2 separate regions of the Triticum aestivum genome follow, and region 2 is linked to region 1. Evidence: chromatin contacts called from public Hi-C data. All regions are on one chromosome and are shown on one strand. Each heading gives the region's core, a stretch centred on a gene start, on an enhancer-like site or on the middle of the called end of the contact. The rest is flanking DNA. Distances are from core to core; before and after follow the strand shown. Region 1 holds the start of LOC123113244 (F-box/LRR-repeat protein 17). Region 2 holds the start of LOC123116936 (elongation factor 1-beta).

Region 1 (6,879 bases), core at 3,361-5,860:
GTGAAATTAGTAACAAGACTATATCCATAAAGGACTTGAGTGAATCTCTGCTGGCAAAATTTGAAGGCTTACATCTATTGCTGAACAGCCCCATAGACTGAGCTTCTTCAAATTATCATGCTTTATGATCAGCTTTTGGCGCATAGGTTGCTTTTTTAAGGTGGGTAATTTTGGGCACAATCTAATCCTTCCATTGATCTCACCAAAATAAGCCCCCTGTTTTTCATTCTGCAAGTTAGAACGTAAGCTCATTCCACAGTCCATGAGCTGAAGAAGTGGCAATTGTGCTGTTGCAGCCTGGATCCCACCTAGAAAACACAGAGAGATTCTTAACACTGGAACATGTAATGGTTGACTGGCGAATTCATTTTCGGTGGAGCGGAAATAATAAACCATGAAATTCATATAAAGCTTACATGTAGTAATATTTGGGCAGAGAGCAAGGAGCAGCCTCGATAAAGTATGAGGGAACGCCTTGCAGATCATACCAACACCACTATCACTGATGCTAGATCTGAGGTATAATCAAAACAAGTAACTGCATAAGCTAATTTGAAGTATCACGCCATAGGAAAATAATCATCACCTTTATTTTAATTCCTTTAGTTTCATATCCCAAAGGATATATTGGAGCTTACCCACTTAAATCAAGCAATTCCAAGCTTGCACAAGATCTGACGATAGATGCAACAGCTGCATCTGTCATTTTTGAACCGAGAATCAAGGATAGCATGCACAAGCCCCTGATGAAGCAATAATGAGATTTGAGATTTAGAGGTTGAAATATTATGAAACTGGAATTATAGTGAGAAGAGAACTATAATGCTATAACTCAGATAAAACAAGATTCTGGCTTGGCTACTTTGGGTCAGCCTGAGCGCTGGGAACAGTTTGTTTTCTGTTTTGTCTCGTTTCTAATAAAAATGGGGCAGGGGGAACCCCTTTTCTTCAAATAAATAAAAGGAAGAACTATAACGTTACAGCTCAAATACAACAAAATTGTGCTAAGAGCATGGTGGGGTAGAAATATACCTGAGGTTGGCAGCCTCTAGAGCGGACACAGCTTCATTAGATAGTTGAATTGATGATATGTGCAAATTTCTTAAGTTAGGGCACGATCGGCCCAGGCCATCCATCAAACTAACCAGGTCAGTACATTCCGAACTTTGTTGTGTGAAACACAGGGAGAGCTCGCTCATATTAGGGCAGCTTATGACCTACAACAAATTTGTGTCCAATGAATTCATGCCCACAATAAAGTTGATATAACTATAAATACTAGTAGCACACAATATTACCGATTCCGAAAGGGAGCAAAGATCTGATAGCCAAAGAACATTAAGGCTTGAAGAGCTTAGATTAAGAAAACCAAGATTAGAGCAGCCACCGATTTTGAGAATTGAGAGAGAATGCTTCTCTGAAACAAGTCGACTTAGCTCCTCTCTGTTAGAATAGAACAACTTAAGTTAATATAGGAGCTGAACACGTAGATTGTGTGAACCTTCTATCCATTTGCATGACATTGCTATTTCAAAATCGACGCATATTCAACACAACTTGCATGGTAAGAAAATGGAAAATAGACTAGTTTCATGCAAGCATAGCATAACATGGTGTGACAAATCAACCAGCAAAAGATCCAAAAAAATCAAACTGCAATTGCATTACATATGAAAAAATAAGTTGAAATCCTCATTTACAAGGTAAAACTAAAAGCACGCCTTAACTGTATCTGACCTCGCAAGGTAGGCAACTATTAGTTGAGAAGCTAGCACTTGCAAAATAAAAAGGGAAGACACCTTTATAACTAGTGATTCAAATTATAACAAAGCAAGTGTATTTGATATAAAATAGTGTAAACTAAATAAATAACTAAATTTCAAAAGAGATATATAGATGCCAACATAGCGTTTAGGATATATGAGTAATGTTAGAGATTTACAACATACCCAGTCATATTGTTGATTGCCTTGTCGGCCATGGTGATCTCCAGAGTTTCCAAACTTGAACAGGAAAATGCAAGACATGACAGCATGGTGGCATCAACAGCACTGAATCAAACATATACAAATAAGATATATGTCCCCAGTGAACACCTTTTATCGGCATAGGAAACAAACACGGGAGGACTGGAACTAGATTAATTGTCACTGCAGCCAGATCCAAAACAATGCATGGCTTTTACTTATCCACTCACACATCAACTTAGGTGCATATATTAATTTCATTGCAAATAAGCAGGACAGAGAAACATATACTGAAGCACAAAAGCTAGATTAACCATGTTGGTTCGACCATATCCAGAATACCACGATGTATTTACTTCACTTTTGCGTCAACTTACGTGCATATTATTATTTCACTGCACATAAGCAACAGCTGGATGTGAAAACCTTGACACAGAAGACAAGCGGTCTTGTCTTGTCATTAATAAGGCCCTAACTGCACACAACAATTACACGCACAGAATTCTAAAACCAGATGGTGGCATCTATAATCCTATACCAGAATAACATGAATGATAATCAATGATCAACAACCTGGGATCATCTATTGATCATGTATATAGAATAAGAGCTCTAGCAACTACAGCATATGTCACTATGTCAGTATAAGCCAACTTGTCAAATATAAATTTGATCAGTCACAACAAAGAAGACCTGAAAAGGCTCATTTTGTTTGCACTACAAATATATGGATATTCCTTCTATGCAGGCAAATACAACAAGAAACATTATCAAATACTCCCTCCGTTCGGAATTACTTGTCTCGGAAATGGATGTATCTAGAACTAAAATACATCTAGATACATCCATTTCTGCGACAAGTAATTCCGAACGGAGGGAGTAACTTATTGCAGCAACCAATTTATAGTGCTTTAATTACTAGTTTGTGGTTGTATCCTCACACACAGGCTCACAGCAAGAGATAGGCAACAATAATTTTATGTTGGGAAATAGCATATACTGTTCTCGCGGTAATTGCGCATTTGGCATCACCGTAGACCAACCCAATTGGTTATGCGCTTTCTACAATCCAACCCAGCCCTGCTGAAGGGTTTACAACTAAAACACAGGTAAAAGTTCTCCAAATCAATCTTGCAGCACCAACAGAATATTGTCCAAAACACAGACATCTCCGAACCCATTACCTACCCAACATGAGTTTCATCTGGCCACCAAATCATCCAAGAGCATGTCAAATTCAATATCCACAAAGACATGCATGATCTTTCATAAGCGAAGCTAAAAATGGCACAGACTGTCAGCAATTTCCATGATACCCTCTACTTTGACAAGTTCCTACCCACAAACACAAATATAACCTACTCCCTCCGTCCGGAAATACTTGTCATTAAACTAGATGTATCTAGATGTATTTTAGTTCTAGATACATCCATTTTCATCCATTTTGATGACAAGTATTTCCGGACGGAGGGAGTACCACTTAGCAATCCAGAAATAAACATCCTGCAGCCAGTATCAGATCCGACGTCCGTTCACCTTGGAAGTCGTCCAGAAATCCCAGGTTCTCGATATACTACTCCCTCCGTTCCTAAATGTAAATCTTTGTAGAGATTTCACTGTAAACCACATACGGATGTATGTAGATGCAATTTAAGTTTAGATTCATTCATTTTGCTCCGTATGTAGTCCACCTAGTGAAATCTCTACAAAGACTTATATTTAGGAACAGAGGGAGTACTTGTTATTATTGTATTTATTTATATTACGATTTTATTAGGAATATATATACTACTCCTCCAGTGGTTATTTGTGTCGTAGTCTTTAACCATAAAAGCTGTTGCATAACAGCTCGTGTCCGGAGCAGGCGCCGATCGAAGATCCAGCATCGATCTGGCCAGATCGCGTCAAATTCGCATCGCACGGGACAAGATTTGTTCAGATTGGCCCGGGTCCCCTCACCTTTCCATGTGGAGGACGAGGCGCGAGAGCGCGGCGCAGCGGGGGAGCAGCGCGCCGAGGAGGCCGGCGGCGGCCGGGCGGAGGCGGAGCTCCTCGGCGACGCGCCAGACCCGGTCGGCGCAGTCGCGCCAGGCGCGGCTGACGGCGGCGGCGTCGAGGACGCCCCTGGGGCCGAGCCGGCGCAGCACCTCGACGACGAGGTCCACCGGCACGGCCCGGCCGCCCAGCTCCATGGTGCGGCCGTCATGGTCGGGCCTGGGCTTCTTCTCGGGGGAGGAGGGCTCGTCGAAGGAGAGGGCGCGGCGGAGGCGGGTGTCCCCGCCGGAGGAGGAGGGCGACGGGGAGGGGGGCGCGGCGCCGCCGTCGGCGGCGGCCGGGGAGGGGAGGTTGCAGACGTGGCCCTTCTTGGGCTGGCCGCATCGGCCGCAGTTGTAGCTGCCCCGCGTCTTGGGGCGCGGCGGCGGGGGCGGCTTGGCGGGCAGCGAGGAGGAGGAGGACATGGGGTTAGGGTTTGCCCCGGCGCGGCTAGGGCTGGGGCGCGGAGGGGAAATAGCTGGGGGGTGCGGCGGGAGATTGGGGAGGGATTGGCGCCATTTTTTGGGGCACCGCAGGAGGAGACCCGGTGGGTGGACCGGACCGGATGAGAGGGTGTGGCGGAGATGAGCCGAGCCCCGCCGCGAGCGCCCACGTCGACGTGCAACCCGCGGCTGGCTGGCTGGCTCGAGATTGATTTTCTTTTCCCTTTTTTTCTTTTCTTTTCTTTTCTTTTGTTGTTGGCGAAGCCAGAGTTGAACAGACGACCGAGGATGATGCAAAAAATCGCACGTGCTTTCGAATGGGAACTAGTGCGGGTTTCCGGTTTGCGTTGCAGGCAGCTCCGCACCTTTTTCTTCCCTCTTTTGGTTGAGAGAGAAGTTCGGGTTTGATGCGGTTGCACCTCCTTTGGCCCTACTTCCTTGGAACGTCCGCGAATCGGTTGACCGGGCAAAATAGGCATTCTCCAAATTTGAAAATGTATTCCACGTAACAACACTCGAGCTAGCAAACACAAGGAACATTTTTTTTTCGGAAAAACTTCCAATCTATTCATCTTCAATCATGGCAGTACAACGAACACCAGAAATAAAAATTACATACAGATCCGTAGACCACCCAGCGACGACTACAAGCACCGAAGCGAGCCGAAGGCGCGCCGCCGTCATCGCCCCTCCATCACCGGAGCCGGGCACAACTTGTTGTAGTAGACAGTCGGGAAGTCGTCGTGCTAAGGCCCCATAGGACCAGCACCCCAGAACAGCAACCACCGCCGATAAAAAATAACGTAGATCGGAAGGATCCAAATCGAAGACACACGAACATAGATGAACAGCGACCAGATCCGAGCAAATCGACCAAAGATAGATCTGCCGGAGACACACCTCCACACGCCCACCAACGATGCTAGACGCACCGCCGAAACGGGGGCTAGGCGGGGAGACCTTTATTCCATCTTCAGGGAGCCGCCGCCGTCTCGCCTTCCTGAGTAGGACACAAACCCTAACAAGATTAAAAAAAAAGACTAAAAACGGAGCCCTCCCGCCGGTCCTTGTCAGGATCCACCGCGCCTCCATGGCCCTAGGGCCACCGGAGACGAGGCGGACTTGCGCCGGCGCCGGCGAGAGGCACGAACCCTAACTTCCTTTCTTGGAGGAGGAGGAGGAGGCGGAGCCCTGGCTTTAGGTACGTGCGTGAGGCTAGCAAACACAAGGAACATGATAACCAAAAGTTTCCTCCTAGTCAGCCGCCTCCTCCTCCTCCAAGCAAGAAAGAAAGTTAGGGCCCATGCCTGTCGCCGGTGCCGACGCAGGTCTTCCTTGTCTCCGATGGCCCTAGGGACATGGAGTCGTGGTGGATCCTAGCAAGGGCCGGCGGGAGGGCGTCGTTTTTAGTCTTTTTTTCAATCTTGCTATGGTTTGTGTCCTGCTCAGGAAGGCGAGACGGCGGTGGCTCCCTGAAGATTGAAGAAAGGTCTCCCCACCTAGCCCTCGTTCCGGCAGTGTGCCTAGCATCATTGGTGGATGCATGAAGGTGTGTCTCCGGCTGAGAAGGGGGGGTTAAAAGAATCATTCCGGACCCCCGCCCCCCCTTTCCCCACCCCCGCCGCCGCTCCCACGAGCGGGCCGGGGGAAACCTAGCTCCGCCCCCAGCCTCTCCTCCTCCGGCCTCCTCCTCCCTCGCCGCCGCCTAGGGGTGCCGTCGGGCGAAGCCCGGTCGGCGTGGGCGGCGGCGGGGTCGCTCCATCTCCTCGCGGAGCTCCAGGCCGGCGTGGGACGGAGGGCTGCAGGAGGCGTCGGGCTGTGGCGGGGCTCGACGGCGCGGACCCGGGAGCTCCTAGTGGTGCCGGCATGTCGGCCCCGCTGGTGCCTCGTGGTGGTGCGACGGCTGCCTGGTGGGGCGTGCGTGGGCGTGATTCGGCGGCGGATCTAGCCAGGCGGCGCGGGCCGCAGGCGGTGTGGGCGGCGGCTGGGGTCCGGCTTCGGGCTCCCGGCGGCTGAGATGGTTCCTCTCCGTCGCGGGCGTGCGGCGGTGGTGCGGCTCGACCGGTGGCGGTCCGGCGGCCTAGTGGTGGTGGCCGGCGGTGCTCGTGGTGGTGGTGCTTCCACTTGGCGGCTCTCTGTGCGGGGAGGAAGGGGAGCGGCTTGGACAGGGGCGGTGGCGCCGACGGCGTGTCGGCTGCAGCACGAAGGCGGGAACTTTACGGGCCTCGGAGATCCCGGCCGGGCCTGTGCGGCCACGGGCCTGGTATGTTCCTGCTATTGCGTCCGGTCAGCTACCGTCATCGACGGTGGAGGTGGGGCCCTCCCGCGTGCCGACGGTGCTGTTGCCCTAGTCCCGGCTCCTCTTCTTCACTGTGCAGGCCATGCTTCGCGGTGCCGTGGTGAGACAGCGTGGGAAGCTTCATGTTCGGGTTGGC
Region 2 (7,124 bases), core at 3,212-5,711, 380 kb after region 1:
AAGCGTTTGGGTTTATGCAGACTTATGGAGAAGCCTGCGTTTACAAGAAAGTGAGTGGGAGCTCTGTAGCATTTCTCATATTATATGTAGATGACATACTTTTGATGGGAAATGATATAGAATTCTTGGACAGCATTAAGGCCTACTTGAATAAGTGTTTTTCAATGAAGGACCTTGGAGAAGCTGCTTATATATTAGGCATCAAGATCTATAGAGATAGATCGAGACGCCTCATAGGTCTTTCACAAAGCACATACCTTGATAAGATTTTGAAGAAGTTCAAAATGGATCAGTCCAAGAAGGGGTTCTTGCCTGTATTGCAAGGTGTGAGATTGAGCTCGGCTCAATGCCCGACCACGGCAAAAGATAAAGAAGAGATGAGTGTCATCCCCTATGCTTCAGCCATAGGATCTATTATGTATGCCATGCTGTGTACCAGACCTGATGTAAACCTTGCCGTAAGTTTGGTAGGAAGGTACCAAAGTAATCCCGGCAAGGAACACTGGACAGCGGTCAAGAATATCCTAAAGTACCTGAAAAGGACAAAGGACATGTTTCTCGTTTATGGAGGTGACGAAGAGCTCGTCGTAAAGGGTTACGTCGACGCTAGCTTCGACACAGATCTGGATGACTCTAAGTCACAAACCGGATACGTGTATATGTTGAATGGTGGAGCAGTAAGCTGGTGCAGCTGCAAGCAGAGCGTCGTGGCGGGATCTACATGTGAAGCGGAGTACATGGCAGCCTCGGAGGCAGCGCATGAAGCAATTTGGGTGAAGGAGTTCATCACCGACCTAGGAGTCATACCCAATGCGTCGGGGCCGATCAAACTCTTCTGTGACAACACTGGAGCTATTGCCCTTGCCAAGGAGCCCAGGTTTCACAAGAAGACCAGGCACATCAAGCGTCGTTTCAACTCCATCCGTGAAAATGTTCAAGATGGAGACATAGATATTTGCAAAGTACATACGGATCTGAATGTCGCAGATCCGTTGACTAAACCTCTCTCGCGAGCAAAACATGATCAACACCAGAACTCTATGGGTGTTCGATTCATCACAATGTAACTAGATTATTGACTCTAGTGCAAGTGGGAGACTGTTGGAAATATGCCCTAGAGGCAATAATAAAAGGATTATTATTATATTTCCTTGTTCATGATAATTGTCTTTTATTCATGCTATAATTGTATTATCCGGAAATCGTAATACACGTGTGAATACATAGACCACAATACGTCCCTAGTAAGCCTCTAGTTGACTAGCTCGTTGGTCAACAGATAGTCATGGTTTCCTGACTATGGACATTAGATGTCATTGACAACGGGATCACATCATTAGGAGAATGATGTGATGGACAAGACCCAATCCTAAGCATAGCACAAGATCGTGTAGTTCGTTTTGCTAGAGCTTTTCCAATGTCAAGTATCTCTTCCTTAGACCATGAGATCGTGTAACTCCCGGATACCGTAGAGTGCTTTGGGTGTACCAAACGTCACAACGTAACTGGGTGACTATAAAGGTGCACTACAGGTATCTCCGAAAGTGTCTGTTGGGTTGACACGGATCGAGACTGGGATTTGTCACTCCGTATGACGGAGAGGTATCACTGGGCCCACTCGGTAGTGCATCATCATAATGAGCTCAAAGTGACCAAGTGTCTGGTCACGGGATCATGCATTACGTTACGAGTAAAGTGACTTGCCGGTAACGAGACTGAACGAGGTATTGGGATACCGACGATCGAGTCTCGGGCAAGTAACATACCGTCTGACAAAGGGAATTGCATACGGGGTTGATTGAATCCTCGACATCGTGGTTCATCCGATGACATCATCGAGGAGCATGTGGGAGCCAACATGGGTATCCAGATCCCGTTGTTGGTTATTGACCGGAGAGCCGTCTCGGTCATGTCTGCGTGTCTCCCGAACCCGTAGGGTCTATACACTTAAGGTTCGGTGACGCTAGGGTTATTAGGAAGACTTGTATGTGATTACCGAATGTTGTTTGGAGTCCCGGATGAGATCCCGGACGTCACGAGGAGTTTCGGAATGGTCCGGAGGTAAAGATTTATATATGGGAAGTTGTCATGCGGACACCGGAAAGTTTCGGGGGCATATCGGTATTGTACCGGGGCCACCGAAGGGGTTCCGGGGGTCCACCGGGAGGGGCCATCCCTCTTCGTGGGCCACATGGGCCGCATGGGGCAGGGAACCAGCCCCTGGAGGGCTGGGCGCCCCCCCCCTTCGGCCCATGCGCCTAGGTTTGGGGGGGAACCCTAAGGGGGGCGCACCCCCTTTGCTTGGGGGGCAAGCCCCCTCCCTGGCCGCCGCCCCCCCTCTAGATCTCATCTAGAGGGGGCCGCCCCCCTTCCCCCTTCCCCTATAAATAGAGGGGCGAGGGGAGGGCTGAACACCTGATCCAAGGCGCAGCCCCTCCCCTCCCCAACACCTCTCCTTCTCCGTTGTGCGCTTGGCGAAGCCCTGTCGGAGTACTGCCTCTCCACCATCATCACGCTGTCGTGCTGCTGCTGGAGCCTTCTTCCTCAACCTCTCCTTCCCCCTTGCTGGATGAAGAAGGAGGAGACGTCGTCCGTACCATACGTGTGTTGAACGCGGAGGTGCTGTCCGTTCAGCACTTGGTCATCGGTGATCTGAATCACGGCGAGTACGACTCCATCATCACCGTTCTCTCGAACGCTTCCGCACGCAATCTACAAGTGGTATGTAGATGCAATCTCTCTCCCATGACTCGTTGCTTAGATGAACTCATAGATGGATCTTGGTGAAACCGTAGAATTTTTTTTAATTTTCTGCAACGTTCCCCAACAAAAACAACCCGAACGTGCTAGTGTGCGCTGGTGACCTTTGGCAGTTCGATGCTGATTATTTGACTCCGATAATACTACACGCACGGAGGGAAACAACGGACCCTTACGGACCCCACCCCGAGGATATCTTAATTCGTTAGAAATTGAACAGGTAAATAAATTTCTGGATGAGTTACGTAAACATCTAAAACTAAAAGATACTAAACCTCAATTTCGAGAAATTATATCTTCTAGCAAGACATTCACCGAGCAAGCGAAAATCCTTTTGAAAGAAGCTATTCAGGAACAGCTGGAACGGTTTTCTCTTCAATAACAAACAAAATCTCAGCCAATCACTGCTAACCACTCCGTTAATCCCCCGTAAACAGACCGTGAGTGTAGCATCTCTCATCTGACTCTCGTCAAGCCATCTCGCAGGCGAGGATTCGTATGTTTGACAATGGCATGCTGTATTTTCTCGTCGTGCTCAGGAACGAGTTGACCATTCACATTAAATACTTTTCATATAAGAAAAAAAACAGCCTTCCACAGAGGGCTTCCTCGAAACATCAAATACAAGGATGGACATGTAGTTGCGCACGTGACGACTGACAATACAGTATCAAAGTACTCTAACTAAGAACAACTCGGTAACGAGAAAACCAACTAGCTACTAGAAATTTTGTGCTGCGAAATCAACTGCTTCTTCGAATGCGACGAGTTATTTCCTGCAACAATAGGACAGGTTTAGTCGAAGCGAAAGCACTGCAAAAATCTATCAAAGATGCAGGTAAAATTAATCTTCTGAATGAGCAGATCAGGGCACGTACATATTTTGTTGAAGCTGGCAATGTCGCAGCTCTGCACGAACTCGTCGACGGGCTCGGCGCAGAGATGGTCCTCGATGAGGTCGTCGACGGACACGAGATCGTCGACGATCGTCAGCATGATCTGCATCTTGCTCATCCCGTACCCAACCGGAACAAGCTTGGCTGCGACAACAAGGTGGCACGCAATCCAGATAAGCGCCCTAAATTAAGTGCTTGATTTAATTTCACGAGTGGATAGACAGCCGCGTAATTCAGAGCTAGCAGCAAGGAAACCAGACATACATGCACCCCATGTCAGCCCTTCCATGGCGACGCCTCGTACGGCTTCCTCGAGCTTGGCCATGTCGGTCTCGTCGTCCCACGGCTTCACGTCGAGCAGAACCGACGACTTTGCGCCCGCCATCGATTCTCTGTTGTAAATAGTAAGTAGGGTTACACAAGTGTCAGAAAATTAAGTGTTTTTTTTTCAAAAAAGAAAATTAAGTAAACTATAACGGCGCCATGAAAAAAGAGCTTCTGATCTTATTACTACAAAAAAAAAAAGATTTGACCCAGCATTGAGACATGTTTCATTGTTTATCTCCGAAAACACGTGTGCAGGCGATGGCGGCGGTTTGATGGTGGACTTGGTGTCGACGAGGTAAAGGCGACGTGACGCAAATCAAACGCTACGACGGATGGAAGACTATAGGGGAGGCGAGCGGAGACTCACCGGTGGAGGCGCCGCAAACCGACCGGCTACGACGAAGGCGACGTACGGTTGCCGCGACCGAGCTCGGTTCCGGAGAGGGGGCGGCTAGGGTTTGGAGCGTTTGGCGTACGTGGTGAGCCCCCGCCAAATTAAATAGGCATGCAGCCGAGAAGGCCGACGGCGTCACGGCTCGGGAGGGCTCCGTGCGTGCCACGATCGGGCGTGTCTAAGTCGAATCCGGACAGGACCCGCCTCGTGGACATTCGATCCACGGCGCGTACAGCCGCTTCGAGGTTGATGGAAGGCGGTAAGCTATTCCACACACACACAAAAAGCTATTCCAGAAGAAAAAACTTCATACGTGCTATATGGCCGGCAGCATACGACACGCGTGTTCCGTTTTGCGAGCGAGACGGTAGTTTTTTTTTTCCGCCGCACTTCTCTCCTGCTTTTGGCCGCACAAGAATGCAGGTCACGTCGCGAATCGACGTCCCATCCCATGCGCCTGAACCGCACGGGTGCGGATCATGCGACCTCCCAGGAAACAAACATCAGCCTGTGACTGTCTACGCGCGCGACGCCGGCGCGGCCCGAGCCCATGGCCCCCGGGGCAGCCTCCTCCTCCGCTTCCTGCTCTGCTCATCGTCGCCACATATATGGCCGGCAGCATACGACACGCGTGTTCCGTTCCACCCGGGGTGGGGGCAGCAGGTTGGGTTCACCTCACGCTTTCTCTTCGTGATAAGATTGCACGATTTCTCGTCCCTCCCCGACTCCCCGTCGCCCTCTCTCTCTCACAATCAGGCCAACTCCACCGCGCGACTCTATCCTGTCCGCCCCCGTCCGTTTGAAGTAAAAAAGACAAACGAGACGGCCCAACGCGTGGGCGCAAACGGATTTTTGTCCGTTTTGTGTCCGCTTTCGACCCATCCGCAGCCCAAGTTTGCATCGTTTTTGGGGTGAAACGGACACCACGCGGACGCGCGGGTCGTCTGCGCTTGTCCTCCCCTGGCCCGCCCATCGGTGGCACAGGACGGGCCTTTTTCTATCCGCCCCCCTCCCTCCCTCCGGCCGCATCCACTCCACTCTTCCTCACTCTTTCCCTCTCCCCCCTCGCCGTCGGCGGCCGCCCGCTGCCATTGCAGTCGTGCAATTCGGACGCGCGCTTGCCCAGCCCCTTCCTCTCGTCGCCGCCGAGCTACCCAAGCACAGCCACCTTGTTTGCGCACCCGCCGCCCGGATTTGGGGCGGATCCGGTCGGTCTTGAGCTCGCCCGGCTGTGGGAGGCCGGGCCGCGCCATGGACTGGTCGGGCACCTTACCGGAAGGCCCTGGCATGGCCGCAAGGTCACATGCAGGCAGTGGCTCGTCCTCTAGCCGCTCGGATCTGCACCGTCGGTGGTCCGCCGGCAGATACGCGAATGGCGGTCGACCGAGCTCGGTGCTTGCCCAAAAGCTCGTTGGCGCACCGTTGCCCCTCATCAAGTGCGACCACTGCCCAAGGGTGGTCGTGCGCCGCGAGTCTACAACGCCGGAGCATCCCAGATGGGTGTTCATCAAGTGCTTAAACGATGGGGTATGTGCTCTTTTAGCTTCGGTTTGTGCTCTTGAATTAGACTAGTGGTGCTAACTTTAAGTTTTATTGTGTAGAACGGATGCAAGTTTTGGTATTCGGAAGAAGAGTACATCGATATGTTGATAGAGCGAAATGTAGTGCATGTTCGTGCACTTTTAGCTAGCCTAGAGGCTTTAGATGAGACAAGTGCACTTGTTGCTAGATTAGAGTCTAGGCACGATACTACGTGTGAAGAAGCAACAAGGCACGATACTACGTGTGAGAAAGCAACGTCGACTTCTGGCTTGAAGAAGAAAGGAGGAGGCAACGTCGTGCCTCCTCCACAGATCAACAATGAGTGCATCGAGAAGGCGCTAACCCAACTCAAGGGAGCAGTTATGGAAGTTGGGTATCTTCTCAAATGTATTCTTGTGGTTCTTATTTTCTTTGGCCTTGCTTTACTAGTCAAAATGTGATGATGTATTGTCATGTACCAAAAATAAATGATAAAAAAAGTTTAAGGACTTGCAAAGAAATATACGCGGACAGGATGGGGCAAATGGATGCGGCCGCGCGCTGGACGCACGGCCACCGCATCTTAGGACACGCCCAGACACGATCGCAAATCCCTCCCCAAACGGACAGAATCCGGACAAAGCGCACGTCCGTTTGAGGTCACGCAGTGGAGTTGGCCTCACTCTCGGTGATCCGCGGTAGGTTCTCAGAATAGCAGGGCATAATGCGCCCGGCAGGCTGGCACCGCCTGCCCATATGGTCTTACAGGCATGGACTTTCTGCAACGGAACTGCGCCAGCGCCAGGGATGCGACCCATTCTTATCGTGAGCAAAAAAAAAAAAAAAAACTAAGAACCCAGGTCACTCTAGTAGGCTGTATTTAAGGCTCATGGCTAAAGTAAGCACAGCAACATGCAGCCCGAACATGCCGGGTACTACTATCAGAGCATGATTAATAGTATAGCCAGCTGGCTATAAGCCAGTGCCATGTCATCTACAGCCCATTTTATAGTCAACATGTACAATAATAGATCAAAAGAGTGTACTACTTTTTTATTATGTGGCCCACCTTTCATTCTCACAAAGTGCCTAGGAGCACGTGCTAGAGCTGGCTCTTCACGAAGAGCCCGCTTATCTTCTCTCTCCTCTTCTCTTTCCTCCAACTAAGCACAAATATATTAGTTTATTCTTTATAGCCCGCTGACTCAGCTCTATTATACTTGCTT

Evidence for each region. Hi-C and Micro-C count contacts between places; a contact is called where the count stands out from the background.
Region 2: a contact with region 1 is called in a Hi-C map of leaf, with 2.4 times the contacts expected there. The contact joins the promoter of LOC123116936 here to the promoter of LOC123113244 in region 1. A contact is called at or near these places in 2 of 5 Hi-C or Micro-C datasets (both in leaf).

Annotation. Positions count from the first base shown.
Region 1 is chr5B:563,258,144-563,265,022 of IWGSC CS RefSeq v2.1, forward strand. LOC123113244 (F-box/LRR-repeat protein 17) reads right to left here and starts at 4,611. Exons shown (of 11, transcript XM_044534440.1): 1 at 3,927-4,611; 2 at 1,950-2,051; 3 at 1,299-1,443; 4 at 1,033-1,217; 5 at 639-743; 6 at 417-514; 7 at 73-308. The coding sequence starts at 4,426.
Region 2 is chr5B:563,640,065-563,647,188 of IWGSC CS RefSeq v2.1, forward strand. It overlaps LOC123116936 (elongation factor 1-beta), which reads right to left and starts at 4,462. Exons shown (of 4, transcript XM_044537801.1): 1 at 4,351-4,462; 2 at 3,921-4,048; 3 at 3,639-3,800; 4 at 3,307-3,536. The coding sequence starts at 4,041. The coding sequence ends at 3,535.